Linked DNA regions of Sus scrofa: region 1 is linked to region 2. A link is a contact called in public Hi-C data. All regions are on one chromosome and are shown on one strand. Each heading gives the region's core, a stretch centred on a gene start, on an enhancer-like site or on the middle of the called end of the contact. The rest is flanking DNA. Distances are from core to core; before and after follow the strand shown. Region 1 has its middle 34 kb from the start of ECE1. Region 2 overlaps ECE1 (endothelin-converting enzyme 1).

What was found. A called contact is a pair of places that touch in the nucleus more often than the background predicts.
Region 1: a contact with region 2 is called in a Hi-C map of liver, with 2.6 times the contacts expected there. The contact joins two enhancer-like sites. A contact is called at or near these places in 5 of 47 Hi-C or Micro-C datasets (blood, embryonic fibroblasts, epiblast stem cells and 1 more).

The regions. Positions count from the first base shown.
Region 1 is chr6:79,497,317-79,502,739 of Sscrofa11.1, reverse strand. No RefSeq gene overlaps it. Among named protein-coding and RNA genes, the nearest start is that of ECE1, 34 kb to the right of the region's middle. Within about 2 kb of position 1,954, at least 30 of the 83 cell types and tissues checked have an H3K27ac peak or open chromatin away from gene starts, as enhancers often do. A contact at or near this core is called in liver, where this site is marked.
Region 2 is chr6:79,422,209-79,427,688 of Sscrofa11.1, reverse strand. ECE1 (endothelin-converting enzyme 1) reads left to right here. Exons shown (of 20, transcript XM_021097679.1): 11 at 1,690-1,804; 12 at 5,460-5,480. Among named protein-coding and RNA genes, the nearest start is that of ECE1, 41 kb to the left of the region's middle. Within about 2 kb of position 3,033, at least 10 of the 83 cell types and tissues checked have an H3K27ac peak or open chromatin away from gene starts, as enhancers often do. A contact at or near this core is called in liver, where this site is marked.

The DNA of each region.
Region 1 (5,423 bases), core at 705-3,204, 76 kb before region 2:
CCGCAGGATTTCATTGCTTATCCATTCCAAAGGCAATAATTTGCATCTATTAACCCCAAATTCCCAGTCCGTCCCGCTCCCGCCCCCTCCCTCTTGTTGTTTGTTGCCCCCATTTTGTAGATGAGGAAACTGAGGCTCTGAGAAGTTGGGCCACCTGTCCAAGCCCACACGACCCTTGTCTACTGGAGCCCGGCCCTCGCTCGCTTTGTCCCTGTGCTGGAGATGGTCCTGGACTGGGTTAGGGTATCTTGCCAGGTATCAGCGGATGCAGCAAACCCCTAACATAATCTGTGGGAAGAATCTATAAACAGAGCATCCGGATTGGGGTGGAGGCGCCTGTGGAGTAAAGCCTGGGAGGCGAGCAGTCTGCGGGGAGATGGAGGCAGGAGCCTGTGACTGCCTGTGTTTATTCAGCCTGTCCCAGGCAGGCGGGGGGCCCTGGCTGGCCAGTGTAAACATCCGGACTGCTTGTCTGCCTGCTGGAGGGCTGAGGCAGCCGGGGAACAGCACTCAGAGCCTCCTGGTCCAGCTTGGTGCTGGGGCGCCCTGTGGACAGACTGGATGGCATTTACTGAGCACCTAGTATGGGCCATGTCTTTTAAACTCATCTTAGCACAGCTGTACCACAGCTCTTTTGTCACCTTTCTGATGAGGAAACAGAGCCCTGGGAATGGTACAGTCCTAGCTGTCAAAAGCCCACATGTTTGGTTTGCTGAGAGGATGAGTTTGTGACAGCGCCACTTGGACGCTATTGCTTTATCAGCCTCTGCCTCCGCCGATGCCATTCTTCCCACGCAAACTCTCTTGGGACCCCAGTTTGCTTTCTCTCCCACTGGGGTGCCCCCACCTGGTAGCTGCAGTTCTCGCTATAAATTACCTCCTCTGGTTTAGTATTTTTCAGCCCATCCCCATGTGCGGGACTGGCCGGGCTGAGGAAGGCTAGCCCAGGGGGTTTGCCTCTTTCTCACGGGGAAGGGGATTTGCTGGCTCTGCTTCTGCAGCCTTGTGGAGTGGGTCTGACAGGTTGATAAGACCTTAGGAGAGCTCCCGTCGTGGTTCAACGGGTTAAGAACCCAACACAGTGTCCGCGAGGATGCAGGTTTGATCCCTGGCCTCACTCGGTGACTTAAGGATCCGGCATTGCCACAAGCTGCGGCATAGGTCACAGATGAGGCTCAGATCCAGCAGCATTGCTATGGCTGTGGTGTAGCCCGGCAGCTGCAGCTCAGATGGACCCCTAGCCGGGGAACTTCCATATGCCGTGAGTGTGGCCGTAAAAATGAACAAACAACAACAACAAAAAAGACAGGTGGAGAAACAGAAGCCCAGAGAGGAGGGATGTCTGCCCCAAAGCCTAACAGTGAGGGGCCAAGGCAGACTGGCACCCAGGTCTCCAGGGAGGACACCCCTAGTCCTTTGTTAATGAGGGTGGGGCAGGGTTAGAAAAGGGCAGGGATGAAATAAGGAGGTTCCCCAGATGCGTCATGATCTGAAATCAAATTTCACAGCCACCCCCACTCCCTTCTTCTGCCCTCTCCAAACTGTGCCCCAGAAATGCCCTTGGGCTCTAGGAAACTCTGACAAATTCTTGTGCTTATGCCAGCGAGGTGGTTTCATTTAGTTCAAGTGGCCGAGAGCCCAGGCAGAGCCCCCCGTTCCCCACCACCTGCCACTTCCTGCCCCGGGTCTCGTCTGCTCCATCCTCATGCGTTTCCCTCCGCCCACGTTCAGTTTGGAGTCCAGCAGAGCTGCCACTTGGGTTCTGCCAAAGCCGGGAGGAATGGTCTCATTACAACAGCATCCAGTGCTTGGGCACCCAGAGTGAGCCATGCGATGCCCTGGGGCGGACTGTGAGGGGCGGGCCCCGCTGCAGGTGTTCTCCCCCACCACTCACAGAGGGAGTGGTGGTGGCCCCAGCTGGAGCTTGAGAACATCAAGGTCATACCTGGAGCCTGGATGTGAACCAAGACAGACGCCCAGGCTCCACATTCTTGGTCACACCTGTTAGAGCCGGGGACCTGCGAAAGTCGCTCCAGAGGATTTAACCACAGGGTGGTTAAGATAAGACTCTGCCTTGAGAATGAGGAGCAGGGTCTCAGGAGAGCCGAGGAGAATTGGGCCGGGAGGAGGCTCAGCTTTCCTGCCCAACGCACAGCAAGGAAGGGTACCGGGAAGGCCAGAGACAGAGTGAGATGGGGTGGGGACAGTGGAGGGAGTCCTGTCAGCCCGGGCCCAGGACTTTCTTTATGTATCCTGCTCAAGGGACGACGATTGCTCAATCCCCGGAGCCCCATTTGCGTCATCAGTTAAGAATCACTGAAGGCCGGCCTGACCTTGGGACCAGTAAACCCTTTTCTCCCTTAATCAGAGGCCTGTGGACTGGCTCCCCTCCTCTGAGAGGCTTTTCCCAACAGCAGTAGGAAGAATAGCAGCTACTGTGCACTGGGCACCTCCAACAGTGCTCCCGGCCCTACTGTGCACCAGGCCCCACTGTGTGCCATCCAACACCCCCCTCCCACTGTGCACCGGCCCTTTGCAAACACAACCTCGTTTGACTCTCAGAAGAGTCATGGGAGCAAGCGGATCCCCACTTCACAGAGGAGAAAACTGAGCTCACACAGGAGCAAAGCACGATTCTGGCTTTCCATCCAAACAAGTCTGCCTCCAAAGCCATGCCTTTTTTGGCATGGGGTGAAATATTTCAGACATATAAAAAGCATAGAGTTCAGCAAAAACAAACACTGGCGAACCAGCCACCCATCCTAAGAACTGAAGCATTCCACATGCTGTTGAATGCCCCATGCGGGTCCCTCCCCAATCCCATTCCCTACCGCCCCGCTTCCAGAAGAATCTGCTTTCTTTTTCTTTTCTTTTTTAAGCATTTAAGTTATTTATTAAAATGAGGAAATATTTTAAAATGGGTGTATATACGGACCATTTGAGAAACGACCTCTTAAAGGACCACCTGGATACTTTTACTAGTTTCTGCCTCCCTAAGTGACGTGTGCTGTTGCTCATGTGTTTTAAAATGTAAATAATCAGTACAATGCTATGCGTTTACTTCTGCAGCTTTTCTCCCTTCCTGTCGTGTTTGAGCTGAGTCCAGGTCATTGGCGGTGCCGTGTCATGCGCTTGGTCACATGGGTCGACTGCAGGGATGCAGGCTGCCAGAGACAGCTGTTCAGGTTGTGTCTCCTTCCCTGTTTCTTTCTTTTTAGGGCCACACCCACGGCCTATGGAAGTTCCCAGGCTAGAGGTGGAATAGGAGCTGTAGCTGCCAGCCTACACCACAGCCATAGCAACACCAGATCCTCAACCCAGTGAGCGGGGCCAGGGATTGAACCCGCATCCTCATGGATACTAGTCAGGTTCATTACCACTGAGCCACAAGGGGAACTCCTCATTCAGTATTTCGAAGATGCTGAGGGGCTTCCCAGGCCGTGTCTCCTGGAGACCATGGGAGAGTTTCCAAGGTGTATATATGTTATTTATATAAAGTAAGGGGTCAGGTAAGCGCACTGTATCAGAGGACTCTTTGCTGAGAGGATTGATCAGTAATGGAGAGGGGGTTTCTGCTCTAAGAGTTAAAGACCCTTGGAGTTCCCGTCGTTGCGCAGTGGTTAACGAATCCGACTAGGAAACATGAGGTTGCGGGTTCGGTCCCTGCCCTTGCTCAGTGGGTTAACGATCCGGCGTTGCCGTGGGCTGTGGTGTGGGTTGCAGACACGGCTCGGATCCAGCGTTGCTGTGGCTCTGGCGTAGGCCAGTGGCTGCAGCTCCGATTCAACCCCTAGCCTGGGAAACTCCATATGCCGTGGGAGCGGCCCAAGAAATAGCAAAAAAAGACAAAAAAAAAAAAAAAAAAAAAAAGAGTTAAAGACCCTTAATGATAGGCGTTCCTATCTTGTTTGCCGCTGTGAACAGCACCTGGCACAGTGTCTGGCACATAGTGGGTGCCTAATCCACATCTGTTGACAGGGTAGGTGGGCGTGTGCCTGGCCCTGCGTAAGGCCCTTGACATTCATGGTCTTAACTGACCTGCTGTGAGGAAGAATTCTTCCCCTTCACCAATGAGCTGACTGAGACTTCAGGGAGGTTAAGTCATGATCCCAAAGCCCCACAGCCAAGTAGCCAAGACAGTCAACTCCAGAGCTGGCTCTCTTTCCTAAGGCCAGCATCCCCTGAAATTGTCCGTGTAGCCAGCAAGCAGCTTCACAGAGGTCAAGAGCTGCTTCTAAAGCCTGGTTGCCTGGATACAAATGCTTAGGATTTTCAAGGTGGTCCAGAGGCTGGTAGAGCAAGGCCAGCTGGTGGGTCCCCTTTGGCCTAGAATGCCACCAGGGGGGTCTGGGTGAGTGACATCTTACCTCTGGGGCTGATCTATGGGGAAACTACGAAGGTTGGAACCATGCTAGGCTCAGGATTCCGATGCTGTCAGTGGGAAAGACTCATCATGGGGGAGCCAGCCTGACCCCACCGAAGAATCATTTGCATGGGATTCAAATTCCAGGTCTGCCACTTATTAGCTGTGTGACTTTAGGTAAGTCGCTCAGCCTCTCTGAGCCTGTCATCTCCTTCTGTTAAAGTGGGATATTGACTCTCTTGCAGAGTTATTGATAGATTTAGAATTGAACCATCTTTGCACAGTACCTGGATTAGTAGCTGTTGATTACATTGCAAGGAGAAGGATATTCTAGTAGTGATATGTACAAGTCACTATAGGTGCACATAGATGGGGCAGCTTAGGGCACAGAGGAGTAATTCATGGAGGAGATGACACTTGATCTGGGTTCTGAAGGGTGAATAGGAGTTCTCTAAGCCAAGGAGTAGACAGTGGATCAAGAACTTCTCTGTGTCCTGACTAGACTTGCTGTTAAGAGGAACATCATAGTGTTACTTAAAAAAAAAAGTGGAGTTCTCTGGTGGTGCAGTGTGTTAAAGATCTGGTGTTGCCACTGCTGTGGCTCTGGTTATATCTGTGGTCCAGGTTGGATCACTGACCTGGGAATTTCTGCATGCCACAAATGTGGCAAAAAAGCGGGGGGGGGGGGGTTTCCACTGTGGTTCAGTGGATTAAGAAGCTGATACAGGAGTTTCCGACGTGGTGCAGCGGACATGAATCTGAGTAGGAACCATGAGGTTTCGGGTTTGATCCCTGGCCTCGCTCAGTGGGTTAAGGATCCAGCGTTGCTGTGAGCTGTGGTGTAGGTCGCAGACGCGGCTCGGATCTGGCGTTGCTGTGCCTCTGGCATAGGCCGGCAGCTGCCGCTCTGTATTCCACCCCTAGCCTGGGAACTTTCATATGCCTCCGATGTGGCCTTTAAAAAAAAAAAAGGAGAAGAAGAAAAGCAAATGCTAATTGCTTACAGTCTGATTAGGATGCATGATCTGTGAAGCTGGTACAGACCAAGAGCTGACTGTAT
Region 2 (5,480 bases), core at 1,784-4,283:
ATCCATGTGACATGTTTTTTTAATTTATTTTTTTTGTTAAAGTATAGTTGTCTTGCAATGTTTGCCAATTCTGCTGTACAGCAAAGTGACCCAGTCATATTATTCTTCTTTTTTTTTTTTTCTTTTTTTTTAAGGGACACACCCACAGTATATGGAGATTCCCAAGCTAGGGGTGGAATCGTACCTGTAGCTGCCGGCCGGTGCCACAGCCACAGCAATGCCAGATCCTTAACCCACTGAGCGGGGCCATGGATCAAACCCACATCCTCACGGATACTAGTCGGGTCCGTTACCACTGAGCCACAAGAGGAACTCCTATATAGTCTTTTTCTTACATTATCTTCCATCATGGTCTATCCCAAGAGACTGGATATAGCTCCCTGCGCTATGCAGCAGGACCTCATTGCTTATCCACTCTAAGTGGAATAATTCGTGTCTACTAACCCCAGTCTCCCAGTTCATCGCACTCCCCCCCTCCCCCTCAGCAACCACAAGCCTATTCTCCTTGTCTGTGGGTCTGTTTCTGTTTTTTAGATAAGTTCATTTGTGCCATATTTTAGATTCCACATATAAGTGATATCATATGGTATTTGTCTTGTTCTGACTTACTTCACTTAGTATGAGAATCTCTAGTTGCACCATATGAAGTATTTTAACAGTGCCTGACACTGAATGGGACTCAGTGAATGTTAATATTTTTAGTTAATATTTATGATTTTTTTAATTCTAAAGATTTATTATAGAAAATTTTTTCAGAGCCACACCCACCGCATATGGAGGTTCCCAGGCTAGGGGTCCAATCGAGCTGTTGCTGGCAGCCTACACCACAGCCGCAACAATGCCAGATCCAAGCCGCATCTGTGATCTACACCACAGCTCACGGCAACGCCGGATCCTTAACCCACCGATCAAGGCCAGGGATCGAACCTGAAACCTCATGGTTCCTAGTTGAATTCATTTCCACTACGTTGCCACAACGGGAACTCCTAGAAAATTTTTTAAGTTACAGGAAAAAAATTAAAATTACCCAAAACACTCATGTTGATCTGAAGGGATACGTGTGTGTATGTTTGTGGAGAGAAGCATGTATGTGAGAGAGACGGATTTTCTAATACATGGTTCCTTTTTTCCCCATTGTTGTGACCACATGAGTCTGCTTTTCCCTTGACCTTCCCTTGATCATGGGGAAGATGATCATAAGCATCTTCCCCATGTCATCCCAGACCCTCTGCAGGTCTCAGTTTTCATGGCTACATAGTATTCCATCAAGTATATATATGATCATTTACGCACCATTTTCCGGTTATCAAACATTTATGTTGGTTCCAGTTTGAGGCTGGATGTTCACTGTAGTGAATATTCTATCTCTGTGTGCAAAGGTGACAACCATTAGAGGTGGTCTGAGCCCCAGGGGTGGGGTAGTGAAAGTCCTCATTCATGGAGGCCTTGGCCTGGCTGGCCAGAGCTTCCTTTCCTGCCCTTCTGACTCTTAGGCCCCCTTTCCCATCTCTGGCCTTCCCGCCAGGACATCTCCAAGCTTTGGAAATGGCTACTCCTTCTCTGCTCCAGGTCACTGGCACACACCATCCAGGGTGCGGTTTCACAAGCGCCCCCTTGAGGTCAGTGGGGGAAATGCTGTGCTGTGTCCAGCCTGGGGCATGTCTGAGCCTGTCTATCCTCTTGCCCCAGCCTGCTGAACAACTACATGATCTGGAACCTGGTGCGGAAGACAAGCTCCTTCCTGGATCAGCGCTTTCAGGATGCCGATGAGAAGTTCATGGAGGTCATGTATGGAACCAAGAAGGTGAGCCTGCTGCCCTGCGTTCCCCACAAATGCTGAGCACCTGCCAGGCCCCGGAACTCGCCCGGGAGGTAGATGCCAGGCGGAGAAAGAAGGAGGCCACAGACATTGTCTGCCCTGGTGTCCCTGCGTGCACCGGCGGGGAGCTGCACCAGCAGGGAGTGGGCAGAAGCTTCCAGAGAGGTGATTACACTCAAAGTGTAAAGAAGACTCTCAGAGATTTAGCTAATTTACAGCAAAAGGTGGCTTCTGCTCTCTCCCTTCCCACTCCTCTATAGTGACAACAAGGCTTTCCTTGTATAACTCACGTGACTGTCACATTCCGGCCAGGTGGGTACAATCATCAGCCCCGTTTTACAAAGGGGGCCCCCCAATAATACTACTTCTCCATAAACATAAAACCCTTGGAGCAGCCCCAGACTCATGGGAAGTATGACCCTAGTATCCTGATGTTATTATTAGCCTCCCAGGCCCCAAAGCAGGTGGTCTCCTCTGCCCTTAAATGCCCCTGCCCGCCAGCTACTTACCCTTCCTCCCAAGGAAGTGGAGGTCAGCGTGTCATTGCCACAGCCAACTAGTGTGTGTCCATTGACCCCCCTGGCCACCTTGTGCCAGGCTCCAAGCCAGTGTGGAAACACCAAGACGCGTATGTGGGATCTACGCCCCAGGACCCCACGTCTGCTGAGGGAGCTGATGGAGAGCGGTCAGTGCTCATCTCTGCTGATGGGGTACCCCAAGCTGGGGCCCCAGGGGACAGCCAAGAGGTGCCGGAACCACAGAGCAGTAGAGGCTAGAGTGCCACGCCCACCTGGCACACCCTGCCCCCACCCAGGACAGCGGCTGGCAAGACCCCAGAGGGCGAGCAGAGCTGGCCCTGGCTGGACTCTGCCCCTGAAGCCCCTCCCAGAGTCCAGCAGAGTGGGCGGAGTCAGATAAGGACTGGCAGAGACTGGCAGGATTCGGGCCCCTGCTCTGGCCCTGGAGTTCGTCCTGGGGAAAGTTCTCTTTTGTTCCTCTGCAGATCCACCCACCTCTGGCAGGAAGGGGACTGAGGGAGAGGGTGGCTTGGAGCAAGCCCACCTTCTGACAAGAGGGGATTCTGATGGCACCTCAGGGCCTTGGCCGTGACGGCCACCCTGGCCCTGCAGAAAAGGGCACGGGCCAGAGTTCGCTGCCCTGCCCACCCTACTCCTCCACCTGTTCCGACTTTGGACCAGACCTGGGTGAGCGCCTGGGTCACAGACGTGACAGGGCATGGACTCTGTCCCCTGAGCACTTGGTCTTCCAGGGGACCTTATCCAGGAGGGGTCTGACCAGGACCGGGGATGGTAGACACGGCTCCACACTCACGGCTCTGCATGTGGAGCACATGCCTCCCTCATCGCTTACCCCCTCCCGGGGTTACAGAGGAGGAGGCTGAGGCTCAGGGAGGTGAAGGGATTCTCCTAGTCACCCGGCAGGGAAGCAGCCGAGCCCCAGATCAAACCCAGGTCTGGATGACTACAACTTTTGGCTGCTTGCTATTCATAATAACAATAAATAAATAAAATATGTCGCTAGTGGATGTTTGCCTCTTGCAGGCATGAGCTCACCAAGTTTATCTGTTAGAAACAGTCTTCATTCTCCCAGTTTACAGATGAGGAAACTGAGGCTCCGCGAGGGGAAGGGACTTGTTCAGAGTCTCATAGTTTGCAAAGTGAGCTCTCAAATCCGGCACGTCTGAATCTCCAGCCCAAATCCCTAAGCTCTGCACCACTCAGCCTCTGCCCTGCAGGAACCAGTAGTTAAAACAGAGCTTCCAGGTGGTTGCCAGGGGCTGCAGGTGGGGAGCAGGGAGTTATTGAGTGGGTACAGAGTTTCAGATCTGCAAGGTGAAAAGTTTTGGAGATTTGGAGTTCCTGTTGTGTGTGGCTCAGCAGGTTAAGAAGCCGACTAGTGGGAGTTCCTGTCTTGGTGCAGTGGAAACAAATCTGACTAGGAATCATGAGGTTGCGGGTTCGATCCCTGGCCTCGCTCAGTGGGTTAAGGATCTGGCGTTGCTGTGAGCTGTGGTGTAGGTTACAGACACAGCTCGGACCTGATGTTGCTGTGGCTGTGGCATAGACCAGCGGTTACAGCTCCAATTCAACCCCTAGCCTTGGAACCTCCATATGCCATGGGTGTGACCCTAAAAAGCCAAAAAAAAAAAAGAACCCAACTAGTATCCATGAGGATGCAGGTTCAATCTCTGGCTCTGCTCAGTGGGTTAAGGATGTAGTGTTGCCACAAGCTTCAGCGTAAGTCAGTGACGCAGCTCAGATCTAGCATTGGTGTAGGCTGGCAGCTGCAGCTCCAATTTGACCCCTAGCCTGGGAACTTGCATATGCTGCAGGTGTGGCCCTTAAAAAGAAAAAAAAAGGAAAGAAAAGAACTTGGGCAACTGAACTTAGAGAAGGCTGGAGTGCCTTTTTCTTCCTTCTTACCTTTAAGGAAATTTTTAACTCGTGTATAATTTACATACAATAAAGTGTGTATATTAAGTCCGCAGTTCAGTGAGTCTGGACAAACGAAATCACCCATGTAACCACCAATCCAGTCAAAACAGAAAACATGTCCATCACCCATTTGCCCAGTGTGTTCTTCGCAGGAAATTCCCTTGCACCCCTTTCTCATCTGTCCTCCTGACCCAGCACCCCTTGATGTGGGCGTAAGTGGGACTACAAACTGTGTGGGCTGCTTTTGCTCAGCATAAAACATAAAACGGCTGTGAAATTCATCCGTGTTGTGTGCCCCAGCAATTCCTACCCTTTTGGTGCCAAGTCATGTGCTGTGGTCTAAGAATTCCACATCTTGTGCCTGGGGGTGGGCGTTTGGGTTGTTTCCAGTTGAGGGCTCTTACGAAGCAGACTGCCCTGAGCCTGGGTGCTTTTACCACCTATGCTTCCGGCTTCAGTGGACTTGGCTTCCTCTGCAGCGCGGGGGTTTATGTGAGCAAGGCCACCACTTGTAATGGGAGGCACCATCCACGGAGGCTCCCCAGGGCAGGGGAATGGGGCGGGAGAGGGGCTGACCCTAGCCCGGGTGCTCCTCCCCAAGTCTGGCTCCACGAGGCCACAGCCCCAGGGGCACCTGTCTCCTGCCACAGAGGCGTCCCGTGGGCTGGTGCGCTTGTGGGCAAGATGAAGGTGGGATGAACGCATCAAAGTCCTGCAAGGTCACTGTGGCGGTTCTTTCTCCAAGAGGCTTTCAGTGGGGTTGCAGTCCTCCTGGGGAGGTTTTCTGTGGCTCATGGGTAGGCAAGGTAACCTCCCGAGGTTCCTCGCCTCTGGAGGCAGGACGAGGCAGGGGCAGGGCCTGGGATCAGGCACAGTCGTCCCGGTGGCTCTGGGACCCTGGACAGCGGCTTCCCCGGCAGAGTTTCCTCCTGGGCCTCCCCTGCAGACTGCGCCAAGGGCCCTGTAGGGTACCACTGCCCACTGTGAAGCACCGTGCAGGAAAGAGCCGATGGCACAGTTCCTGGCCTCTTGGTCCAGTGCCTAAAATAACTTCCACTGGGTCAGAAAAGGTCTCCCTCAAGTGCTGGACGGAAGCTCGGGCCCCGCTGGTGCTGCCTCCCAGACAGGTGGTGGTTGGGAAGAAGGACGGGAGCCAAGGAACCCCTCCGGCTTGTGTTTTCCAGACCTGTCTCCCTCGCTGGAAG